2 separate regions of the Mus musculus genome follow, and region 2 is linked to region 1. A link is a contact called in public HiChIP or PLAC-seq data. All regions are on one chromosome and are shown on one strand. Each heading gives the region's core, a stretch centred on a gene start, on an enhancer-like site or on the middle of the called end of the contact. The rest is flanking DNA. Distances are from core to core; before and after follow the strand shown. Region 1 has its middle 30 kb from the start of Gm36297. Region 2 has its middle 33 kb from the start of Gm46162.

Region 1 (4,926 bases), core at 2,298-4,797:
TAATGTTGTAAGCCATTCTAAACATAACCCCTCCAGTGTCAAATCCTGGTGAACCTGTTATCTAAACCGGGGGGGCTTCTTATTAGCTACATCTTGTCCTCAAAGCTCCCCCCCCATCCAAAAGCCAGTATCTTTCTTCTCCTTCCCGTCTTCCTCTCTCCAACCCGGAAGTCCTGCCTACTCCTCACCCAGTTATTGGTCCCCTGAAATCTTTATTCATTAGGGGAAAGTTCTGCCATAAAGACCCATGGGTTTGATATATCAAGTTTAGGAGAGAGGTCCCATGGAACATTCTGAGAATGCCCTCACACTGTGAACAGATTAAAAGGGAGGTGAAGTGATTTGTACAGATCCACAAACTTCCACGTGGCTTGGGCTGCTCCATGCTCTTCACAAATTATATCTTCCTCTTTAAAATGAGACCCCTATATCTATTGAGTCTTACCAGGTTTCTCCATTTTCTTTAACTATTTTGTCAGTTTCACTCATGTGTGTAAGCCTGCCTGGCACATGTTCTCTCTAGAAGGAAAAGAAAGTCATGCATACAAAAAGAAAATCTTTTATGCAGGCAACAGGCACAGACATACATATATTCATACACACACACACACACACACACACATACACACACACATATTCTGGTCAGGCCCGACCACCTGTTTCATCAGCTCCACAAGTGTTCATGCATACTTACACACACGTACCTATATGTACATACATATAGACAAAAAACACATACATATATGCATTTGGATGGATGGGGCAGAGCCCCTCAAGCCACCACCTTATTTTTCCGGCTTTTTTTTTTTTTCTTAGACAAAAGTTCTTTAGAAAATCACCTCATAGATAAAATATTACATAAAAGGGGAGTTACAGAAGAGTGTTGATGTTAGGTTCAAAGCAGTGTTTCATTCTATAAGCTCATTATAAATTCAAAGCAATGGTGTCACATGGCCTCACTTTATCATAGTCCTCACCTGTGGCTTTGTCCTTGGATCTGACCTAGAATGAATGTTTTTCCTTGATCACAAATTTGCCTTAAGCCTATTTTCTTATCATAGTGCAATTATCCCACAGCACCTGAAGGCTTACAGAACTCTAGTTGCAACTTTCATACTATGGAGGGCCCAATTTACTTGTATAAATTTAGGAATTCTATAGAATCATCATTAGGAATTATGAATTCATCAGTTTGTCGACATAGTGTTACTACAAGAAACTACATCTTCATCGACCTGCAGAATATCTGTCCAATAGGGTAACTAATGCCCAGGAATCATTAGACTATATAATAACGACAGGAAAGACGTAACAACAAGAAGAAGCAATCCTGAGACCGTGCCTCGGAGCTCACCCGTCACAGGCCATCTCCAGAACTCACTTGCTGTATAGTCTTTCCCAGATGGCTCTTGACAAATGGTCACACTCACCCCACTTCAGGCTCTTGTTCTATCCAATTTCTGCTCACTCCCTTCTTACTCCCAACCAGTCCCCTTGCCCTTCATGTCTTTTTTGGTGCAGGTCTTGTGCAGACAACCACGGTTGCGGTGTGTTCATGGTTGTCCTGGCTGTGCTATTCCCAGAATACCTCGTTTCATAGCCCCCTCCCCATCCTCTGATTCTTAGGATACCTCTGCTCCTTCTTCCACTGTGGTATCTTGGGTTTGCAGGTGTGTGTTATAACTGTCCTGTGTAGGACTGAGAACTCAACAGTCGCTGATTTTAGCACTTTGACCAATTACACATTTCTGCATTACCTGTCACCTCTTGTAAAAAGAATCATCTTTAATCAAGGCTGAGAACAGAAGTAATCTATGGGTCTAAACAATGCATATTTAGAAGGCAGTTTGGCCACATGTCGATTCATCAAAACATCTGTAGTAATAGTGCTCTCCCACCAGACACACACACACACACACACGTATATGTAATATTTATAAGAACATATATATTATATATAAAAATATATTCTTTAGTAATAAAATATTTGAATGATAAATATTTCAATTAAAAAGCAACTTGTGCGCACATTGTGATTCTACATTTATAAATTAAAAACTACCTTAATATGTTCAGTAAATAAACATTAAGACCCTGCTATGCATATAACAGACTTATAGATATTGATATGTGTAAATGTGTGTGCACTCATGCACATGTATATAGTTGTTAAAAATTCTAACGTTATTTATAGTTTACAATTTCCAAAGAAAACATATTAACTTTCTTTTATAAAATAAACTTTATTATAAAAAAAGACCTTGCAATTAAATAAAAAAAAAAGTGGCATACCAAAGTCAACCAGAACTAAAGTCTTTACAACTTAAGCAACATATGGTTAGAACTGGCATTCAAAATCCTGAGCATATATGTATATATGTAGGTACAGCATAAAATGAAGAAAAAGAACAAGAAAGGGTAAATATTAGGGAAGAGTGAGTACCGAATGCAGGGAATGCTCTCTCTCTCTCTCTCTCCCCTCCCCCCCCCCAATTTGGTGGTCGATATGGGCATAAAACACTTTTGCTACTGAGAGGGTAAAATTTAACATGAAGGTTTTCACGGCTTCCTCTTCAAATGCAGTCATAGGCTTACTGCTCCAGTAAGCACATGGGTGGCCACCAGTGGATCAGCTTCAGAGCCAGTCAGAAAGTGTCATATCACTCACGGCTCTCAAAGCCATGTCACTATTGTACCAGTAGTCAGATCTCGTCTGGCAGGTGGGTATTGTAGCCTTCAGGTCTCACAGCTGGGAAAGGCCATAGATGAATTTTCTCTAGCAGACAGTATAGAACCATCGGCTACCATGAATGCTAACTAATAGAGAGGAAGCGTCCAGATTGGTTCCCGTCTGACTTCTCTGTGCCCTGTGTATGCTGTTCTTGTGAAAGGCTCTTACCATCTAGCTTCTCAGGCAAGAAGAGTAAGGGCAGAGCCTGTTTTATTTGGGAAGCTTCTGGGAGCTCCCTGGTCAACAACTCCCTATATTCCAGCATTTATACTAAAAACTACTTAGAGCAGTGACTAGGTATCCCCTGAGAAAGCGCTAGAGATGCTATTTGACTCAATACTGGATAGATCAGGCACTGGAATGGAGAGGGATTGTACGGGCCTAGCGTTTCCCTCTTGTCCACATCTCCCTATGATTCTAAGATTCTAATGCACTCTTTGAGAACCGATAGCCACACTGTCAGGTTAGTGGCTGATCACTTGACATGGGATGACAGCCCAGAGCTTGCTCCAGGAGGGGGTGTCTCATCCTCTCCGCTTCCCCAGAGAGCTAGCACGAGTTTAGCAATATGAAAGCTTCCTGCCCGTTTTTAGTTTAAAACAGGGCACATAGGCTGCTTAAGTAAACAGGGAGCATTTGAACTAAATTTAATCGGGATGTTGTGGTGGATTGTTCTCTCCGGTTGACAGTCTTGCGTCTCTCCGCTTCGACTTTCCTCCATAACAGGAAGTGGAAGTTCTGAAGCACCGCAGAGGCTGCTCTTGGTATTTCCGGGCTCGCTGAGACCAGAGAAAGGCGGAAGAGACAAATCCTTCTTGTTAGATAACATTCCGGGTTGATTTCTAAACCAGAGTGCACAGGATCAAAGGTCTCCTAGGTACAGATCGGCATCCCAAACTTTGATGCTTATCTAAGCAAACCACTTTCAACTTTCCTCAACCGGTTTTAGTGGGCAGGTACCTGAGATAAGAGAAAGTCTGTTCTGAGGAATGAGGGCAGGGCTCCCACCTAGAGGCTGAAAGTCCCGACATTGCAGTCTGTGGTCACCTGGTTACCTTTTCTCTTTTTCATGACAGAGGTAATCAAAACCTCTAATAACTTGCAGACGAGGGCTTAGAAACTGCAGTGGGCATGGAGAAAACCCTTTCACTCAAGGGTTCTCCCAGTGCAGCAAAACAAACAAACAAAACAGCACCAATACCCTGCCCCCCAAAAGATCTTCTAGGATTTCTTTCAAGAATTTTACCAGAAGCTGAGGCTAAGTGACCGCCCCCGCCGGTTCTATGACATCTAAACCAAGGGAAAGCACACCGAGTTAGAACAGTCACAGCGTTCTATTTCTATTTCCTAGACTTTTGGATGGGAGCCTGGCTTTTAATGGCCGAGCCATCTTTCCAGCCCCGTGTTTCCTAGATTTTATGTTTTAGGTTATCTTTTTCCTTTCTCTTATTTGTTTCTATAGGGGAAAAATGTTTTCACGAGAAGAAATTTAGATTACTTTGAAAACAATGAAGCTTCTGAAATTTGTGAATTAGACATGAGGGTTTGTTGAGTAATGGGGAAACTGAGGAAGCCCACTCATCCGAAAAGGAAGCAAGAGTTTTCAGTTCTTACTGACACTTGCATGGTACGTCATCCATTGCCGCAGCCAAGCAAAGTAAACCTGATAGATTGGGTGTACTTTAGATTGAGTTTTCCCTCTGGGTCCGTTATGGAGCACTTAAAGAAAACTTAAAGCGTAACTGTATGGCTTTCCCCTTCCTTCCTTCCAGCTCCTCCTATATGCCACCCCCAACTCCCTCTCAAATTGATGGTGTCTTTTCCTATAATAATTATTGTTACACACGCACACACACCCGCACGCACATGCACACGCACGCACACAGACGCACAAGTAGAAATAAGGAACCCAGGGCTTTGCAACCTTAGACCACTGTGGAGGTTTGCAGAATGTATCTCAACACATAGCCAGTTTAATTTGGTCTGAGAAAACCAGACACGTGACATCTTACAGTTCACTCTTTAGGTTTTCTTTTTTTTTTTTTTTTTTTTTAATTTTTTTTTCCATTTTTTATTAGGTATTTCGCTCATTTACATTTGCAATGCTATACCAAAAGTCCCCCATAGCCACCCACCCCCTCTCCCCTACCCACCCACTCCCCTTTTATGGCCCTGGCGTTCCCCTGTACTGGGGC
Region 2 (4,897 bases), core at 27-2,526, 260 kb before region 1:
CTAAGTGGCAATTTCCAGGAATCCATGGGCTGAATACACAAGGCTTTAGCCTCCTCTTCTCTAATGTTTGTATTAAGATTGGATTTAAAAAAAAAAGAACTATCTTATTATGGGACTCTTTAGGCAATCTCCATGATCCATGATATTATTACTTTAAATATTTTGATTTTCGCTTCTCTCTCAGAAGATGATAGTAGTACTCCTTCAGTTTGGGAGTCAGTTTGAAAGACAAAAATATGTGCAGTTAAGCATTAGTCCCTCGTTTTAAAAGTAACCTTCTGATGAGCAATTATGACATGTCTATTCTAGTAAAATATTTGACCCTATGTTTCTAGCATTTGAAAACCTATCAGCCAGTGCACCCTGTGTGACTACCAGCCCTGACTTCTCTTCACACACACTTCCCTGATATAGAGATCAGGGTTCAGATGTAGGTATAGGCCAGCAGCAGCAGCAGCAGCAGCAGCAGCACCCAGCACTTGGGAGCTGTAAGCAGGAGGATCAGGAATTCAAGACCAGGCTTAGCTATATAGCAAGTTTGAGGCTACACGAGGCCCTATCTCAGAAAACAAATAAACTGAACAGTATGGAGGAAAGCAGGATCTTGAAATGGCCAGACCCCTGCAAGCCTTTTCAGTTTGTTTGCCCAGCTACCACCACATTGGTCCCTCTGCTCTCTTTGAACTTCCCCCCAAAATGTTCCTCTGTCTCAGAACAGAACTGATAGAATGAATATATATTACACACAGGACTGATTGGATTAGCATTCTTGGACTATAATAAGTACTCCAGCCCAGCCATCTGCTCAGGGTGGAGCCCGAGAACCTGATAACTGCTTCATCCTCGAGGGTTGATAACCCAGAATCCCAACCATGAGCTGAAGGCCTGGAGGGTTCTTGGAGAGCCACTGCTCTTCAGTTAATGCTGCAAGGGCAGGGAGCTGGGTTCTGATGTAGGTATAGGTTAGCAGCAGCAGGAGAAGCAACAGTGTAGACGCCTTGTAAGCAAGAAGTAAAGCCCAGCAGGCAAAAAGCAACTTTTCCCCTGAAACCTCCTTCTCTACGGGCCAGAGCTAGAAGGTGCTACCCACTCTAGGGGAGGGTCATTCCTCTCAGCTAATTCTCACCAGAAAAAGTCCCCACAGGCCCGTCTCTTAGCTGATTCTAGACCCAGTTGCATTGACAACCATGGTTAGTCATCACGTCCTTGCCCTGTGATGCTCTTGCTGTAGGTGTCCCTTACTCCCTTGTCTTCCTCTTTCCAGGTTTTGCTTTGAGTCAGGCCTCTCTATGTGGCTCAGGCTTCAAACTTGCCATCCTCATATCTCAGCCTCTCAAATGCTGAGCTTAGAGACGAACCACTGTGGCTCACCACAGCCAAGCTAATCCCTATGCGCGCGCTCGCACACACACACACACACACACACACACACACACACACACACACACACACAGACAGACAAAATTCTTGTCACCATCTCATATTAAAGTTCCTCAACTTTGGCTCTAGATATTTGGGGATAGTTCTTTTTTGCTGAGTTGTGTCTTTAGAGATATCCCTATCTACTGAACATCCATCCATCTTCAAGTTGTGATAGCCAGAAGTATCTCTAGCTATTGACAGATATCACTCGCTCCTGGTCGCAGTGGAGAATCAAGGCTGACATAGCAGGCATTGCAGAGTGTTTCCCCCTTCTTCCTCACTAAGATTTATGAGAGCTTTATGAGAGCAGGACTTTCCACCTCTATTCTCCACTTGACAGTTCAACACAGATCACCAGTGAAGGAGGTAACCGACCGGTGCCCGCCTTCTCTCATTCTCCTGCGGGCACATTGGCCTTTCTTCTGCCTTTCTCCATCTGAACTCATTCTCTGTCTGTGGGCCTCTTCCATTCAGTTCCAATTCCAGACCCACTCTGTTTGCAGGTCTCTGTCTCTTTGCTACTGAGGTATCTGATCAAATGTCTCTTGCCAGTGTCTTCCCTGCTCTCCCTATCCTACCTCACCGGTGCTCCAAGCCTGTAGCTAGTGTTTCTTCATTGCACTTTCTGATTGCATTTACCCTTGAAGTCATCTCACTTCTTTAAAAACATTCATTTTTATTATATTTAATTACGTGCATGTGTGTTGGTCTGTATGCAGGCATGTATATGTGCCTGTGAGTGTCTGCAGAGGCCAGAGGTGCTGGGTTCCCTGGAGTTGGAGATCCAGGCAGTTGTGAGTTGCCCTATGTAGGTGCTGGGAGCTGAATGCTCTGCAAGAGGATAATGTGCTCTGGACTGCTGAGCCATCTCTTCAGCCCTCTGACCTCCATACCATGTCATGGACCAATCTTGTCCTAATAGACAAACATGTAGATCATACACACACACAGAGCACGCATACACAAAAATAAATATTGGTAAGTTAAAAGCTCATTGAAATTATTAATGTTAACGGTTCTTGGTTTTACACATTTGAAATCCCACACATGTGATAGCTCTGCATTTGCTACCTCCACCAAGCCTTAGTTCATTCCAGGTCCCATGTGGTAGAGGGAGAGAACCAAGTAATGCATTGTCCTCTGATCTCCTCACTTGTGCCCTGGCCTGTGAGTGGGCATACACACACACACACACACACACACACACACACACACACACACACAGCCAACACATGCACATACACATGCACAATAAAAGGCATTAATATAATCACTGTGAAATGATAATTGAGGACTTCTGCTTATCTGAAATATAGACAGAAAACTCAAGTAAAATCTTAAAATATGCTAAGAATGTGATTTTATCAGACTAAAGAAGCTTAAAACCTTGAAAATTTTCAGTTCTCCCCTACACTTAGAGGTAATGTAAGATTTTTTTCCCTCTACTTTTTTCCCCTGTACTTTTTGCAATTTCTATCATGAGGGAGCTCTCTACATAGCCACTGTTTACTGAGTACCTACTGTGTGCTACCTTTTCTCATTTAATGCTCACAGCTTCCTTTCGAGGCATTGAGAGGGTATGGTGGGGTTCAGAGAATCAGCTTGCTGGAGAAAGACTGTCAAGGGAAGAGCAGAGCTGAGGCAGAAAGCAGGGTTTGAGTTCTGCTCTTCCCAACTCCACAGCATATAGCTTCTGCATCACCTGTTTATTCACATAAACATTTGTTCACTCTGTGATTGATACTCCTGTACTCACTAAGGGCCAGTCAAGTGCTGTTGGCTGAGTTTGAGTGTGAACCAGAGAACCCCTACTCTATTTTCTGTGACATGGCACGCCTGACTTCAGAATGGAAAGTAAACGCAATAAGATCTTTGGTAGTATTCATCTACTTTACTTTGAGGTGCTGGATATTGATTCCTTGTGACTGTCACACTCACACTCCACCAAGACACAGCAGCTACCACTGAGACACAGTTCTCACCACTGAGACACAGGATCAGGTCAAGATCTTTAAATACACACACACACACACACACACACAGGCACACAGACACACACACAGAGTCAGTGGGGTGGGGAACCCCATTCTCCTCTGCATCGTGCAGAAAATCACAGTTCTACTACATTAAGTGCATTTTCAGAACTTCAGGATTATGCAAGAAGGAATAACTTTGCAAATAGGTAAGGATGTAAAATACACTAAAACAGTTAAGTAAGTAAATATTCTATAAATATTTCCATGTGAAAGAATATTAAAATTGGTCAGTAGGCATAGGTTCTGTGGGTTTGCCGAGAGCCTTAAGGACTTCAAGGTTAATGAAGCTCAGAAATGAATTAGAGAAGACTGGAACTAAAGAATTCCCTGGTGGCCAAGACAAGGCTTATCTGATTTTTACCTCAGGGTGGGAAAGATAGCAAGTCAATTCCAAATGGACCAGATAGCAGTTCAGTTGGAAGAAGCGACAAGAAGGTGTTTTTTTTTTTTTTTTTTGAGATTATAATTATGTCACCTCCCCCTTCCTTTCTTCCCTGCAAACGCTCCTATTTACTGCTCCTTGCTCTTTTCAAACTCATGGCCACCTTTTTCATTAGTTGTTGTAATTGATGTAATGTAATATATGTGTGTGTATATAAGTATACACATGTGTGTGTATGCATTTATAAATATGTACACATTTCTAAATACCTAAGAACCTGCTAAGTCTGTATGATGTTACTTGTATGTATGTTTTCAGGGCTGCTTGACACTGGACAATCCCTCTGTGTGCTCTTCCCTGGGGAAGACTGTTTCTCCTGCTCTCAGCGTTCCCTAGTCACCTGTCGTTCTTTGTGTAGGGCTGAGGCTTGTGGGCTTCTATGTTAGCATGTCTGTTGTTTTTGTGCTTGTTCAGCTCATGCTTAGACAGTCTTGTTGATGAGACTTTATGGGAGTAGCTTCCGACTCTTCTAGGATGATACGGTCTCATGGAAAACGTCCTGATCCTCTAACTCTTACCACCTTTCCACCCTGTCTTCCGAAATGACCCCGAGACTAAGGTATGGGAGTTATCGTAGGATACCCACTGGGACTGGGAGGCTGGCTGGTTTTCCAGCATCAGGCAGAGGGTAAAGGCACTTGCTGTGGAGACTGACAACCTGAGTTTGAGCCCTGTGACCTGCAAAGTTGGAAGGAAAGAGCCAATTCCAAAGGGTAGTTCTCTGACCTCCAAATGCACACCATATATGCACACATACACACACAAAAACAAACAAATAAATAAATGAGTAAATGTAAAAAGCACAACAGAACGTGATCGGGCTAATATTTTTAATAGGATGATTTCCTGGGACATTGATATGTTGGTGTTAATCTAGCAAGAACCTGAGGGGAATGGGTAGCTACTCTTTCCAGGATCTCAACTGGGTTTGGTGCCATGTACCTGAAATCTCAGCACTTGGTGGGTGCAGGGAGGAGGATAAGAAGTTTAAGGTCAC

What was found. HiChIP or PLAC-seq counts read pairs in DNA pulled down with a chosen protein or histone mark.
Region 2: an H3K4me3 HiChIP or PLAC-seq map of bone marrow-derived macrophages shows a contact between it and region 1, with 3 times the contacts expected there. The contact joins two enhancer-like sites. A contact is called at or near these places in 1 of 484 Hi-C or Micro-C datasets (the HPC-7 cell line), 3 of 115 datasets of contacts at active chromatin or transcription factors (bone marrow-derived macrophages, fetal liver and stem cell-derived neural progenitor cells) and 1 of 9 other capture datasets (embryonic stem cells).

What each region holds. Positions count from the first base shown.
Region 1 is chr1:151,023,907-151,028,832 of GRCm38.p6, reverse strand. No RefSeq gene overlaps it. Among named protein-coding and RNA genes, the nearest start is that of Gm36297, 30 kb to the left of the region's middle. Within about 2 kb of position 3,547, at least 90 of the 459 cell types and tissues checked have an H3K27ac peak or open chromatin away from gene starts, as enhancers often do. A contact at or near this core is called in bone marrow-derived macrophages, where this site is marked.
Region 2 is chr1:151,281,615-151,286,511 of GRCm38.p6, reverse strand. No RefSeq gene overlaps it. Among named protein-coding and RNA genes, the nearest start is that of Gm46162, 33 kb to the right of the region's middle. Within about 2 kb of position 1,276, at least 24 of the 459 cell types and tissues checked have an H3K27ac peak or open chromatin away from gene starts, as enhancers often do. A contact at or near this core is called in bone marrow-derived macrophages, where this site is marked.